Regions from separate parts of the Gossypium hirsutum genome. Here region 1 is linked to region 2. Evidence: chromatin contacts called from public Hi-C data. All regions are on one chromosome and are shown on one strand. Each heading gives the region's core, a stretch centred on a gene start, on an enhancer-like site or on the middle of the called end of the contact. The rest is flanking DNA. Distances are from core to core; before and after follow the strand shown. Region 1 holds the start of LOC107945842 (endoglucanase 6). Region 2 holds the start of LOC107928777.

The links. Hi-C and Micro-C count contacts between places; a contact is called where the count stands out from the background.
Region 1: a Hi-C map of leaf shows a contact between it and region 2, with 1.5 times the contacts expected there. The contact joins the promoter of LOC107945842 here to the promoter of LOC107928777 in region 2. A contact is called at or near these places in 3 of 34 Hi-C or Micro-C datasets (callus, hypocotyl and leaf).

What each region holds. Positions count from the first base shown.
Region 1 is chrA08:77,212,844-77,219,722 of Gossypium_hirsutum_v2.1, reverse strand. LOC107945842 (endoglucanase 6) reads right to left here and starts at 4,831. Exons shown (of 9, transcript XM_041074680.1): 1 at 4,277-4,831; 2 at 3,932-4,144; 3 at 3,523-3,723; 4 at 2,521-2,610; 5 at 2,239-2,403; 6 at 1,871-2,155; 7 at 1,416-1,764; 8 at 1,231-1,305; 9 at 260-1,057. The coding sequence starts at 4,486. The coding sequence ends at 759.
Region 2 is chrA08:76,726,414-76,733,896 of Gossypium_hirsutum_v2.1, reverse strand. It overlaps LOC107928777, which reads right to left and starts at 5,566. Exons shown (of 1, transcript XM_016860043.2): 1 at 4,618-5,566. The coding sequence starts at 5,566. The coding sequence ends at 4,847. It overlaps LOC107928776 (probable polygalacturonase), which reads left to right. Exons shown (of 5, transcript XM_016860042.2): 1 at 1-283; 2 at 1,878-1,998; 3 at 2,350-2,524; 4 at 3,123-3,193; 5 at 3,832-4,564. The coding sequence ends at 4,472.

The DNA of each region.
Region 1 (6,879 bases), core at 3,582-6,081, 490 kb before region 2:
GTTTATTTTGTTATCCAAAATATAAGAATAGGAACCGCTCAAAAATTCTAACCCATGCTTCTCTGCCGTTAATTTTTGTGTTTTCTGAAAAAGTAATTCTAGGAAGTTGCTTTGTATATACAAAAGTTGGAAATTGGATTCCCAAGCTACTTCTCGGATGCAACTGAACAAAATGCAAAAGCACGTCTTTTAGAATACCGTCATACTAGAGGAAAGTTCCTATGCGGTAACACTGAACTTCCATGAAAATAGTTCAATCTTGGACAAAACACATTGTTGTGCAAACTGTATTTATATGGAAATTATAAAATGCTGCAAAGCTTTGATTACAGCATAACACTAAAAGGGAAAAAACAGACATTTGGTGCTCTGAAGCACAAATAAAAAACACTCCTTTTCAATCTATTGAGAAGCCATTTGTTTAACTTCTCAATTCTCGCTCTTTTTCATGTCTTCTATTCTACCTACTATAATATTATATATAAAAACTAATGAAGTAGAGGGGAATGAGGATGAGCTCTTCTTTTAAATTTGTCTCTTCACTCCTTTCTCCTCCTATCTTCATTGTTTTTTATACCTAATATATCACCTACAACCATAATCAACAAGTAAAGTTGGATATCCCCAAACAAGAGAAAGAAAACCCTTTTTTTTTGGATAGGTATTCGGTATACTGCACAACTCTAAGCACCACAATAACCCAGGAAACAGAGTGGATTTTTAACTCTGCTATAGCATTGTTGTTGGTCCTTTCATTCTTAAGCCAAATTGTAGCTTGAAACCGAGACATCAGCAGGAGAAGTAGAATGGATGTATACAAACTCAATACTCTTTCCAGCAGGTAGAGAGTTGAGCCATGTTGGGAAACCATAAGAATTGCCAGACTTGGAGAGACCCCATAGAGGACCATAAAGCTTTGATATAGAAAGCTTGAGATCCTTCAGTGTCTTGTAAGACTTGTTGGTCACTATTGTGGAATACCTGTAGTAGGTTTTTCCCTTGGCATTCCAGGAAGTTGTCATCTTCTGCTCTATGGTAATTGGATTAGACGATGTAGCTGCCAAATAAACAAAAAATTCCCCCACTATCAGATCTTGAAATTTAATAGCTACTATAATGAGAAACAGAACCAAATGTTCCTTCATCAATAGCAGATTGTGTCCTAATTCCTAAGAGTAGGTCCAACAATGTTTATGGGGAAATCATTTAAAAGAGAAGCAAAGAATATACCAGGGGTTGGAGTGAATTTGGGTTTTGGCGCCGGCTTTGGTTTGGCAACAACAGGATTAGGAGCTGGGACAACCACTGCATGAAAAGCCAATGTCATGATCATCATGATTGATGGAATTAGCGAGAGTTAGAATAAAAAGTTGTAACCGTATAACTTCAACAGGGAGATATATGCTTTTACATACCAGGAAGGAGCTGATTATAACCGCCATGACCACCACCAAGCCTAGCCAATATGCCAAGAAGAGGAGCATTGTTGTAGGTAGCAGGCTCTGTTTGCTCATAATTGTCCCTTTCATCGGCAAAGTTATCATAGGCATCAGGTCCTCCGACAATAGCACCGGTGAGGACATTAGGATCACTTGCTTTCCTTGAATACCAAGTGGCATAGCCTTGTCGGCACGCAACGAATTTAGGGTCAACCTTGAACGAAACAATTGAAGAAGCTCGGTGGTGAACTTGTCGTGGGAAATTGTTCCCATAACCAACCATGTAACTTGTTGCTCTTGGATTGTCTCCAAGAATGTAATCCACCTGATAATTCAACATTGCAAAACATCAGAAATTTTGTTATAAAGGTTGAATTTGTCAGTGGTCACCATTCAATAATACTTGAATACATGACGAGAAGAGTGATCACCTGAGATTTTGCAAAAGAAAGAAGCTCGGATGGTGCAACATTGCCAGCAGCACACTTCAAGCTTCCCCTAGAGGAAGCGAGATAGTCAGAGTACACGGTGGCCAAGAACGAAGCACTAGTCACGAACTGCATATTATTCCACCTCTGTCGGAAAATCAAACCCCCGGGAGTCTTTTGAATATTACGGCCACCCTTCCCGATCAATGAGCACATGAAGTACTCTGCCTTTTGGTGGTACCTCTCAAACACCGGTGCATGGAGTCCAGCTTTGCCTTGCATTAAGAACTACAGGGAAACGAAAACTACTAGGTTGAATTTTGCAGCTTGAAGAAACCAATAAGTACTAGATTCAGATATTGAAATAATACCTTGGCGACAAGGGTCTGAACCCCAGCGTACTTGACGTCCCAACCGAACTCAGTCATGGCCCAACCGGTTCCACCCATAGAATCACCATTTTTGCCAAGATAGTTCAAGTAGTACTCATTGTTACTAGCTTGGTACAGCCATGCAGCGGCCCACAACAACTCGTCCTACACGATAACATTCCAACTTAATTAATAAACCGTACCAGTAAACATGCTATTTTCTGCCATTAAAACTATAAATTGCTCAAATTGATTGCTTTGAGAAAATTTAGAAAAGCTTACATTGTAGCCACTGATGGATCGGTAGTATTTTTGGGCAACTGTGATGCTGCTGTCGTATTTACCTCTGTATTTATCAGCAAATTCGAATAGCTGAAAACAAAAACAAAATTTAAAATTAATTATATTGTAAAACCTACTGAAATTTTTGTTTAAGAGTATGGATAGGATAGGTGAAGCAATTTGAGGAAAGAGGCAAGGGCAATTTGGGGATGTAAGTTAAACAGGAGGAGCACCGACAGTGTTGGCACGTGAGAAACGAAATGACTCATTGCGACCATTTTGGGGTACAAATGAACGGTTAAGATCTGCTTGTACGAGAGATCTGTACGGTCATAAAAGATTAATTACCCGTGATGGATGGGGCAAAAGCAAAGTCAAGCGTTCTCATCACCAGGAGTCATAAAATTAGGACATCAATCCACTGGGGTCAATCCGTTCCATTATAAAAAATTATCATCTTATTTTTTATAAATTTTTAAAAGCTTAACATAGAAAATAATAAATATTTACTTGATTTTAAAAAAATAAAAAATTTAAAAATTTAATTGAAGCCAAATTTATAAAAATGATAATGATTTTTAAAATTATAAGAGGCAGGTGATGGAACAAACATGCCAAGTATGGGGCGATATAGAATTTAACTATACCCACCTCTTCTACCCATGATCAATTTTAAACCATTAACAAGAATCTGGCGAACGACACCGTTTCACCCAAAAAGTAGCTACTACAACGGTTAAATGGTTTTTATTTTTCCTGGCTCAAAACAGTGGTAGTATTTTTTTAGAAGAAAGAAGTAAACAGAGGTGGTTGTTTTTATTAAATGAAAACTAGGGTTGGGCACGCCAAGTTGCGAAATTGAGGCCGACAAAAGATTGCGTAATAACAACCGTTTTTTCCTATCACCTTATGATAAAAAAGGTTGAGAGTGTAAGCTAACATGCACCGGCAGGTACAATGGTCCCAGCAACGCGAGAAGACACAGACTGCGTAAACGTATACCTGGTAGGCATGGCGAAGAAGCTCGGTGGAATATGCAGGGTTGGAACGGCGGAAGACGATTGAGGCGGCAGCCATGGCGGCGGCAGTTTCACCTGCCAGATCCGACCCCGGATTGCTTGGGTCTATCTTGTAAGCATGACGGTCGGTGGTCATGTCCTCTGGTCTTTGCCAACAGTAGTGGTCACTGTTACCGTCGCCCACCTAAAATGGATCTCACCAAAATTAATTATTTTTAATTGAGTCCTTTTGAGTTTTAGAAGTATTAAATTCAAACTAATATTTTATTAGTAGCCAAGTGTTGCTATCAAGTTTGAGATTTGAAAAAGGGATTTGGACATATTAGTGACAAAATAATGGAGTGTTAAGAATGGCAAGAAACACGAGGAGGGAAGAAGGTCGGGAAGAGTACCTCTCCATAAAGGACATAAGGTTCGGGATGAGCTTTAATGAGGTAGTCAGTGCCCCACTTGATTGCTTCCATCGCATGGCCGAGCTCTCCATTTGCACCCATTTGTTTCCCGTACTCTATAATACTCCAGGACATCATTGTTATGGTGAATGCCATGGGCAGTCCGAACTTCACATTGTCCCCTGCATCGTAGTACCCTCCAACCAGATCCACCTTGAGAATTTGTGAAAACAACTTCAACCATCAATACCATAATTTTCGATTCTAAATGAAGCATGTCAAAGAACAAAAGTGACGTTTTGACCGAGAAAACAAGTTCAAGTTGAGAGTGGAACTTTAACTTACCCCACTGGCCTTGCCGTCATTCAAGCCGGAATTGGCTCTCCACGTAACTCTCTGGTTATGAGGAAGGTAACCAGATCTCTGAGCTTCAAAGAACAGAATGCTCTTGCTCAGAGCTTGGTTATAGTCATGTCCAGCAAAAACAAAAGGAAGAAAAAGCAGCAGAAGTAAAGGAGTCATTTCAATCAGCCTCATCAACTTCTCCATGTACATTCAAACTTATCAAAAGACACAATTCAAGTTTCAAGTTCAAACAAAAACAGATCTCTTTCTGCAGCAGAGTGGGGTTTCCTTCAAGTTTATAAAACTAAAAAGAGAAACCCATTTGGAATCGAACACAAAAAATGCAGTCTAGTAAGAGAAAAAGGTAAAAAAATGTAATGAGTTAAAAGAGGCGATAGAAATGAAAGTGAAGAGAGAAAGAGCAGTGGGATTGGGAATTGGAAGAGGAGCTGAAGCCTCTATATATTGTGGAGTGGAGGGAAGGAAGAGCAAGGGAGATTAAAAATTGTGAATTGAAAGTAGTTTTAATAATAATTGGAGGAGAGGGAAAGAGAAAGAACAAAGTCATGTGGGTGTCCCTGGCGCTTTTAGTCTTTTACTGGGTAGAGTCGGTGCGGATTTAATGGTTCTTTTTGGCAGGGAAACTGCTGCTAAACATGATTAAAAATTAATTTCTGATTTTTACTCTTCTATAAAATTTCTTTTTATGCCTTCTCCACTCCAATAAACTTACATTGTTTGTCACTTGGGAATAATGCCCCTGAAATTAAGGCATGAAGTTTATTACGGCTCCATTAAATCTCTGTTGGGCACAGCATGTGAGAGGGTACCCTGTTGTGGGTTACAAATGGTGGACATAATTGGATTTTGCAAAACTTGGCTACTTGGTTTAAGTTTTGAAATTTGTTCACCCATAATTAATGCAAATTATTTTTATTTTTATTTTTATTTTTATTTTATTTTAAATTAATCATCTGGCTTCTGCAGTCTGCGACCTGTCCGTTTGCGTCTCCTGTCGTATTAGGTATGGGAAAATTGCAAACCCTGGATCATCTTTTACAGATGCTGCCACACTGCTTGATTAGGCCCATTATAGTACATATCTAACCCTAATTATTTTAAACATTTTCTTTTCTTTTTTCTTTTTGAATTGTATTAAATATGATTATTTTAAATATTAACTTAAATCTCTTAAAATATATTTATTTTCTCAATTCTATACTTAAATTTATTTTTATTTTATTTTATCTATTTTGTAATGTTGGATAAAAATATTTGTTAGGTCACTTTGCCCAACGAAAAAAATGTCATAATGATCGACCATTGATCGATGTTAATTGACCATGGTAGGCATTGACTTATTATTGATGGTAATTGACCAGATATTAATTTATCATGAGGTGTTATTAGAATATACCACATGTTTCTTTTATTTTTTTAATATTATATATATTATATTGATTAAAAATGTAAAAAATTATATAATATATAATATATATAAATTTTAAAAAAATTATAATTATTATCATAAACAATAAATTTTAAGGTATAATTTATTGACCACACATAAATCTACATATCTTTGGAGAATGAACTGATGTGAAAATCATAAAGAAAAAGATGCATTATTAATGGATAAATGTAAATGTTATATATTATTGATGAAGGGAGTTGAATGTAACCCTAAATTCTCAACTAAAAGCCATTATTTTGTCCAGCTAAAGAAAAGGGGGGTTGAGGTTTTTATGACGATTGGATGTAGAATTAAAATCTAAATATTAGAGGGAATTTGAATAATTGCTTTAATTATTGAGGAAACTTCTCAGCATCAACCGGAATTGTTGATAATGGTAAGTAGGATTCTCCAAACCCGACAACCCCATTTTTATTTTCTCTTTCTCAAATTAGGAGTCCACCGACGGCATCAGGTAGGCAATATGACAAGAAAATAACAATGGCATCCTTTGTAAAATCAACTGTGCAAGATGTCCATTTTCATTTGGCTATTTTATTTAAAAGGTCAAAAAGAGAGCGCTTAATTCCCAACAGCAATCAACGGTCTCCGCCGGAAATTAACCTTTTTCTTTTTTTTTTTTGGGTTGCCGAAAATATTTTTGTCATCTTGCTTTTGCTTTTGCCCTTTCAAAAAAGTAAAAAAAAGTTTTTTATTTTAGTATCATAAGAAGGTTTTAAAAAACCAAGAGATGTGGACAGTGGAGACGTACGGTATGTAAGTCAAAGAGGCAAGCCTCCGCAATTACCGGCTAACGACGGTTCTATCACGACTTCTGATGGTTCTACCTAGGCAATGCAGTCACCGGCTGTCCGGGTGAGTTAGTTTTTGATCAGCCTCCCTAAGTACACCTGCCCCCCCCAACCCACCAATTTTGTTCCCACTTTGACGTGGCGAAATCCATGTTAAAACAGTAACGTTGGTTATAAATTGAAGGCATAGGCCATCTTCCATAAGTGGAACTCTTGCTTTGCTTTGTTGTTGGTAAAGAATGGGACACAGTCAGCCCGAAACAGTACCACCAACTTTGCTTTTATGGCCTACAAAAATATCTTTTGATAGTATTGTTGCGCAACGCAAGCACAGAATT
Region 2 (7,483 bases), core at 4,317-6,816:
TTGGGTTCACTTTTCTTATGGGGACTTGACAACCTGCTCGGGGATTGTACCTATGACGGAAAGAGGCGATAAGATATCGATAACGGACTTTGGTGGTGTCGGCGACGGACAAACGCTCAATACGATAGCATTCCGGAAAGCTATATATCGGATTCAGCATCTGAGAAGGAGAGGCGGCACGCTACTTTTTGTGCCTTCTGGAGTCTACTTAACCGACAGTTTCAATCTTACTAGTCATATGACACTTTATTTGGCTCGAGGTGCTGTTATCAAAGCCACTCAGGTAACTCAAGTCTCTTAACTAGTGATTATTACTTGCTAGTATTATCAGAGTCTTAACTCAAGTTTGGATCTTACAGAATCTTTATTCCAACCCTTCCCTTCCTAATATTGCTAAAAAAATTTCTGTATTTTACTCAAACGTAAGGTTTAATTGTGAGGAAAATGGGAGTGAGTTGAATCTTAGAAATGAATTGATCATTGTTAAATTAAAGTACTTTTCCTCTAAAATGGTAATGAAAGCTGTAATCTGGGTTTTAATTATGAACTAGTATAATTTATAATAATAATTGCAAAGACTGATTCTTCTATATGACTGTTTTTCTTTATTCTTTGTTCACTTTTTTAAAGATTTGGGTTTTGGTTGCATTATAGTGTTAAATATAATAAGTGTAGTTTGTACGATATAGTTGAAATGACTTTTTTATTGCGACACTGTTTGTGGCGAAGATGGTCTCCATGGAAGTGGGTCCTGCAGCATTGTTAAGATATGAGAGAAATATTGTCGGTTGCCATAGTTTAGTTGCATGTGCTTGATATTTTGGGTTTTCTTTTTTCTTTAGTTCTCATTCAATAGCTGGCAGGCATTGTTGTCCAACTTGTTGCCATATCTAGTCTAGATTAATAATATAATGCAGTCCTGTTATAGTGTTGGTGTTATTAATTAAATAATAAAATCATACTCTTCCTAATGGAAAGTAGTAATAGACAATCTGAATGGATGATGTCGCAATAGCTTTCAACTAAGATATTGTTAGATGTTAGAAAAATAAGTGGTTATGGTCATACTTGAAAGGAGTTGTCAGATTTAGGTGTCAGTATCCAATTATGATGTGTATATTCAAAATTTCAAGTCATTTCAAGTTTTTGGGGGTGTTTGGAGAATCATATCCCACACATTGGTTTTTGACTGTTATTTTCTTCTAATCACCAGAGAACCATGTTTTCTATTTAGTTGTCTGAAATCCCTTTCTGCTTGAAGTCTACTGAATGGAGTCATCATGTACTCTACTTGGGTTATAACATGCTGAAAACTAGTCGTAATGGTGGCCTAGTTTATGGGAGAAAATATGGCTATTTGTGGCTGGTTCTGCTTCTCATTTGGTAAACCACCATTTGATTTTCATAAAAGAACTAAATAAAAAATTGATGTCTTATTTGTTTGACGTTATGAAGGCAGCCTCATAGGAGCAGTAGATGGAACTGCCATTAAACGACTTATTAGCAGATTAATAGATCATTTTGTAATGGCATATACATCATGCATCCCGGATCAAGTAAAAACTATGGGTTTTTAGCAGGCCACTGCTACATCCATTTCATTAGGAATTGATGATCGTCTTTGTCCTTTGCAATAACATAATTCTTTTTTTCTTATTTTCTCCCTTGACCACAAAGATGTTCTTATATCAAAGAGATCAATTTATTCTCCACTAGTCTCCTTTTTTCTTTCATCATGCCTATTTGAAGCCCTGTTGAAGCATTTCTCCTAATTTGAAAGTTTTCAGAAACTTCATCGCACTGCTATTCTCTTAATATGGTAAGATTTATTGGAGATGCTTCTTGCATATAATTTTCTTCCTGGATTAATATCTCAGGACACCTCAAATTGGCCTTTAATTGCTCCTTTGCCATCTTATGGAAGGGGAAGGGAGTGCCCTGGAGGAAGATATATGAGCTTTATTCATGGGGATGGACTGGAAGATGTGGTGATAACTGGTAGGTATTTATATCAATGTGGTCGATCATTCTGATAGCTTGCCTCACACATGTTTTAGATATATTTGTTTTGTGTTCTGTTAACCATCATGAGTCATTTAAATATGATGAATCTTATGTTTGAGATACTTATCTATATACTACAAAAGCCTATCATACACTGAGAACAACATGATTTACTGTCATGGATCTTCATGTTGTTTTATCTTACTAAGGTTAATAGCAAGTAATTCAGACTTCTGTAATTTTGCTGGAGAATAATAGCTCCTCACATCTATCATGTCTGTGTTCTATTATCACGGTTCATGTAACTTCAACTTTAATTACCATGATTTGTTTTAACTATAACAGGTGAGAATGGCACAATTGATGGTCAAGGAGATATTTGGTGGAACATGTGGAGGCAGAGGACTCTCCAGTTTACAAGACCAAGTCTCGTTGAACTTGTGAATTCCAGAGGCATGGTCATTTCCAATGTGATTTTTAGAAATTCCCCCTTCTGGAACATTCATCCTGTTTATTGCAGGTAATTTTTGCATTAATTCTTACACCCAAAGATTTACTTCTTGATATAATTTATAAGCCATACAATTATTTGAGAGGTGTGATTTGACTATGTTGTAGATTGGTGTCGCTATAGATTGTTTAAGTCAGTGAGGGTCTTATTTACAATTTGATCATATGATTCTTATCTGTTTAAAAGTTCTAGTCCTCCATTAACAAAACCAATGTTGAACTATTACATGAAAGTCTGCAAGAAAACCCCATTTTTTGTGCAATGAAAATCACAGGAACTCTGCCTTTAAGACAAATTGAATCATTATTGTTGTCCTTTTCTTTTTCAATTTCGTTACATTTCCTCTTCCTTTATGGTGATTTCCAAGCCTTGCATGTTGTCACATTTAACAATAAAGGAGATGAAGGAAAGCAGGTATGCACATTTCAGGGTGCTCCAAAGGTGTTTCTATAGCACAGTTTGTAGCAAGAGTTAATTAGTTGGTAATTGGATTTGCTATTATGATCGCGTTAATTGGTGTAACTTTGTTGGCTGTTCTTGTATTTTTATACTTAGTAAGAATTGCATGTTTAGAATCATAACTTAGATACCTTTTTCTTCTTTGCAGCGATGTTGTTATTCGATATGTTACCATCGTTGCTCCACCTGACTCCCCAAATACTGATGGGATTGATCCAGGTAAAAGAAAGAAAACGGAAGTAATTTTATTTGTTGAATTCATCTTACTTAGGGTTTGATATTCACACTCAAGCAAGCACTTAAGGCAGTTTTGATAATGTTGCACCGCGTGTAAAACTCATATAACTTATTAATTATATGTATTAGTTACATATGTTTTCATAAAACATATACATTTTACATGTATATTTATATTTTATATGGTTACGTCTCGTTTTACTCGGGCGAGCTCTTTTTTTGCGCCTTGCACCCCAGGCTATATAGAGGTCCTAGTGCCTCCAGTGCACCTGGCGCCCTTGACAACATTGATTCTGATGACCCTCTTCCCAAATGTTAGAAAGGAAGTGAAGAAAGGAATTGTTTTTGATTGATTAGGTGTAATTTTCAAATCTGAATGAAATCTAGTGGGATGTTTATCATTTGCTCCTTGCCCTGCATATATATGTTATATTGTAAAAGCTATCGGTTGGAATTTCCTGAAAAATGGCTATGTTCATTAATTGATTCCCATGCTGTAATTAAGAATGAACGCGGTAATATTATGTGAGGGATCAGTTTTTCCGTGTTCATCTGTTTATTGGAATGGAGAAATTTCTTGGAGATTTTAATTATTATACTTTCATGCCTCATTGGTACAGATTCAAGCTCCAATGTCTGTATAGAAGACTCATTCATTTCTACCGGGGATGACCTTGTGGCAGTGAAGAGTGGGTGGGATGAATACGGGATTGCTTATGGACGCCCCAGTTCTTACATCACTGTTCGGCGAGTAACAGGTTCAACCCCATTTGCTGGAGTTGCAGTGGGAAGTGAAACATCTGGAGGAGTGGAGAATGTGTTGGCCGAGAACATAAATCTTTACAACTCCGGAGTTGGTGTTCACATCAAGACTAACATCGGCAGGGGAGGGGTTATAAAGAACATCACAGTGTCTGAACTGTTCATGGAAAACGTCAGAACAGGTATAAAAGTAGCAGGTGACACCGGCGACCACCCTGATAACAATTTTAATCCAAACGCCCTCCCATATGTCAAGGACCTTACGTTAAAGAACATTTGGGGTGTGAATGTCCAGCGAGCAGGTTGGATGCATGGCATCGAGAATGCCACTTTCACCGGCATCTGTCTTTCAAACGTTACCCTCCAGGGCACGACTGGACCAAGACCTCCTTCCTGGAACTGCGATGCCATAAGGGGGGCTGCAATCGAGGTTAGCCCACGGCCATGCGCTGAACTCGCCAGCGTAGAACAGAGTGGTTCATGCGCCAGCCATTCCTAAGATTCATTCATGTTATAAAATATAGTTTTCTACTCTGTTTTTAACCCTTTTATGTCTCTTTTTTATTCTTTAATATTCAGGTTAAACCTTTCCATTGCAACAAGTAAAAAAATTCGTGAAAAACAGAACAACAAAACTAGTGATCTGGCAATATGAAATCTCACAGTGCAGTTACTATAATACAAGGAAAATCATATGGTTCACCATAAACGAGTGCAATCTTATTTACAACCCACAGTAAAGCACACTAAATAGTAAATATGCACGTATACCCTAAGGGCTGGTAACTAGAAAGTGAAAATTTCCCAAATAAACATATAGATAGATACAACACTAGATCACTATGATCATTTTAGATAACGTGCAGGGTATATTCAAAAATGAATAAAATACTTGCGGAACTTCTCCATGAACCCGCCCTCCTGCTCCTCTGTCTCATCCCTTTCTTCCTCTCCACGGTGATGATGGCGGTGGTGATGATGGTGGTGGTGGTGGTGATGCTCTTCCTCATGATCCTCTTCATCATGGTGCTCGTGGTCATGGTCTTCATCATGGTGCTCGTGGTCATGGTGATCTGGCTTCATAAAACCTACATGATGCTTAGACTCGGTGCCATCATCGTCAAAACTGCCCCAGCTGGCCTCGATCTGGCGAACAACACCGCGTGACTCTGGGTCAAAACTTCTCTCGTCGGACAGTATCATGTCGTTGCCGTAAGAAATGAAGCGTTTCTGATGGAAGCGTGGATTCAAAGGCATGAAGCGTTTATGGAAACGGCAGTTGTGCTTGTGACGGAACGGAATCAAGGGACGCCTTGGGAAGTGGCGGTTGACAGGGTTAAAACTGATCTTGGTCAAAGGAACGGAGGCGACGCCGGAGGCATCATCATCGTGCTTGAAGTCGAGTAATTTGGGGGGTTCAAAGTGGGGTTTCTCGCTGGGGAGAAGGATGGCGGATTCGGGGTCGGATTCGGGAAAATCGGTAACGGATTTTTCGGGGGTGACATCATGTTGGGATTCAGATGTGATGAAGCGGGCTTGAGAGAAGGTGAAGAGGAGAAAAGTAAGGGTGAAGAGAAAAGCGAGTCTAGCCATTTTCTTGTAAAAAGGATTTTTGGTGAAGGCATGAAATATGGATTAATATAAGGGGCTGTGTCAGGACCGGTGGTTTTGACTTGGAAACAGGAGGTGGTGCCCGAACCGGTCAATAGGGGTGACCCAACACGTGGCTTTGGAGATTGAATGGAGGACACAGTACTTATTTAATTATTATTTATCAGAATTAATTTAACATAATAATGACATCATGACTAATAAAATACATAATTGGAAGTGTCATCACACCAATTTAATAAATAAAATTATTATATTATTTTAATGTTATAATTTGGATTAATGAGTAATAGTTCCATAAATACTAATTAATATTATTTCAAATGAATTATAAGTAGCAATAGCGAACCAATTAGAAAGTTGAAAACTGGGCAAATCTGACTTTTGGGATTCACTTTACATTTAAAATTTTGGTTTGCTGTCGTATAGGACAATTATGGGTTTGACAAATGTGTTCCAGAAGCTTTTTTTTTTTTTAAAGTTATAAGAAGTACTCTTATGAAATATTATTTTGTGTTTAAGATAATTTGAAATTAATAATAAATTTGTAGTATGTACAAAATTAAAATAAAAATATAATTTAAATTGTGAGTAAAAAAAATTAAATAGGTAATGTACTTTATTTATTTATCATAATTTTGTCATTATGTTAGTGAAAATTTTAATTATAAACTTGTGAAATTAAATCAATGATGCCATATGCTTAAGTAATATTGATAAAACATAAATACAAACTCAAGTGAAAAACTGTGTAATAAAATTAAAATATACAATATTATCAAAACAAAATTTTAATTGAGGTGGTTTAAATCAATATGAAAAATTAAGACTTTACAAATGCGGGTCATAATGGTTTAAATCTCGCTATATATAAAAATGTTTATTGATTTTATTTAAAATATAAATAAGATAAAAATATTATTATAATAATATAAAATATAAAAAAAGTATTTTAATAGTTCTTTTAATTGAATTGAATTAAGAATTTAAATAATAATACAAATATATCAATAAAGTAGAATTAACCAATTAAAATATTATAAATATTTAGTTAAGATCATTACTATTACAACAAAAATATAAATTTAAACATATTTTTTTTCCTTAAAAGAAATTATTAGTATAAAACTTGAAATCAAATACCCAAAAGTTTAGGATTTTGACCTTTCCACTACAAGCCGTGTTCCGTTGGCATGTCTGATTAGTCTTTAAATAAGGGTTGGCCATGTTTGTATTATATTGTGTGTAATGTGGAATTGAATAATTTTTCCAAACTCTGATTTCACATTGAGACAGAAACAACGCGTCAAACTTGACATTCACCAGCAATATTTGATGGCATAATTTTCACACTCCCTATGGTAAAATATTAAAAAATATCTATTTAAAAAAATTAAAATATATGATAATTTGTTAAAATTATTTATGAAATAAGAATAAAGTATATTATTAGTGTGTCGAAACCATTTTTTAAAGGGACGTTTGAAAAATGGGGATCGACTTTTGAAAAACGAAAACAGGAGTTGCCACCAACCTTTTTAGGTGTGATTGGATTACCTTATAAAACGTTTTGGTCTACGAAAATTAAGAAAATAGGTTCGGGAGTCGGTTACGTACGAGGAAGGATTAGCACCCTCGCAACACCCAAAATTGGTACCAAATTGAATAGTTTTCTGTCTTAATGTCAAAAATTTGAAAGGATTTAAAAATAGGATCCCTTTTTTAAAACCGGAATTATTTAAGTTGAAAAAAATCGAGATTCCTTAGCTCCGAAAGAATACAAACATCACATCCAGCATGATAGGACACGATATTCTTAAACTCTCGTAACTGAAATCATCTCGTGATTTACAAAATCTATTTAGAAGGATACTTTAGGCATTTAGACAAACGGGAAAT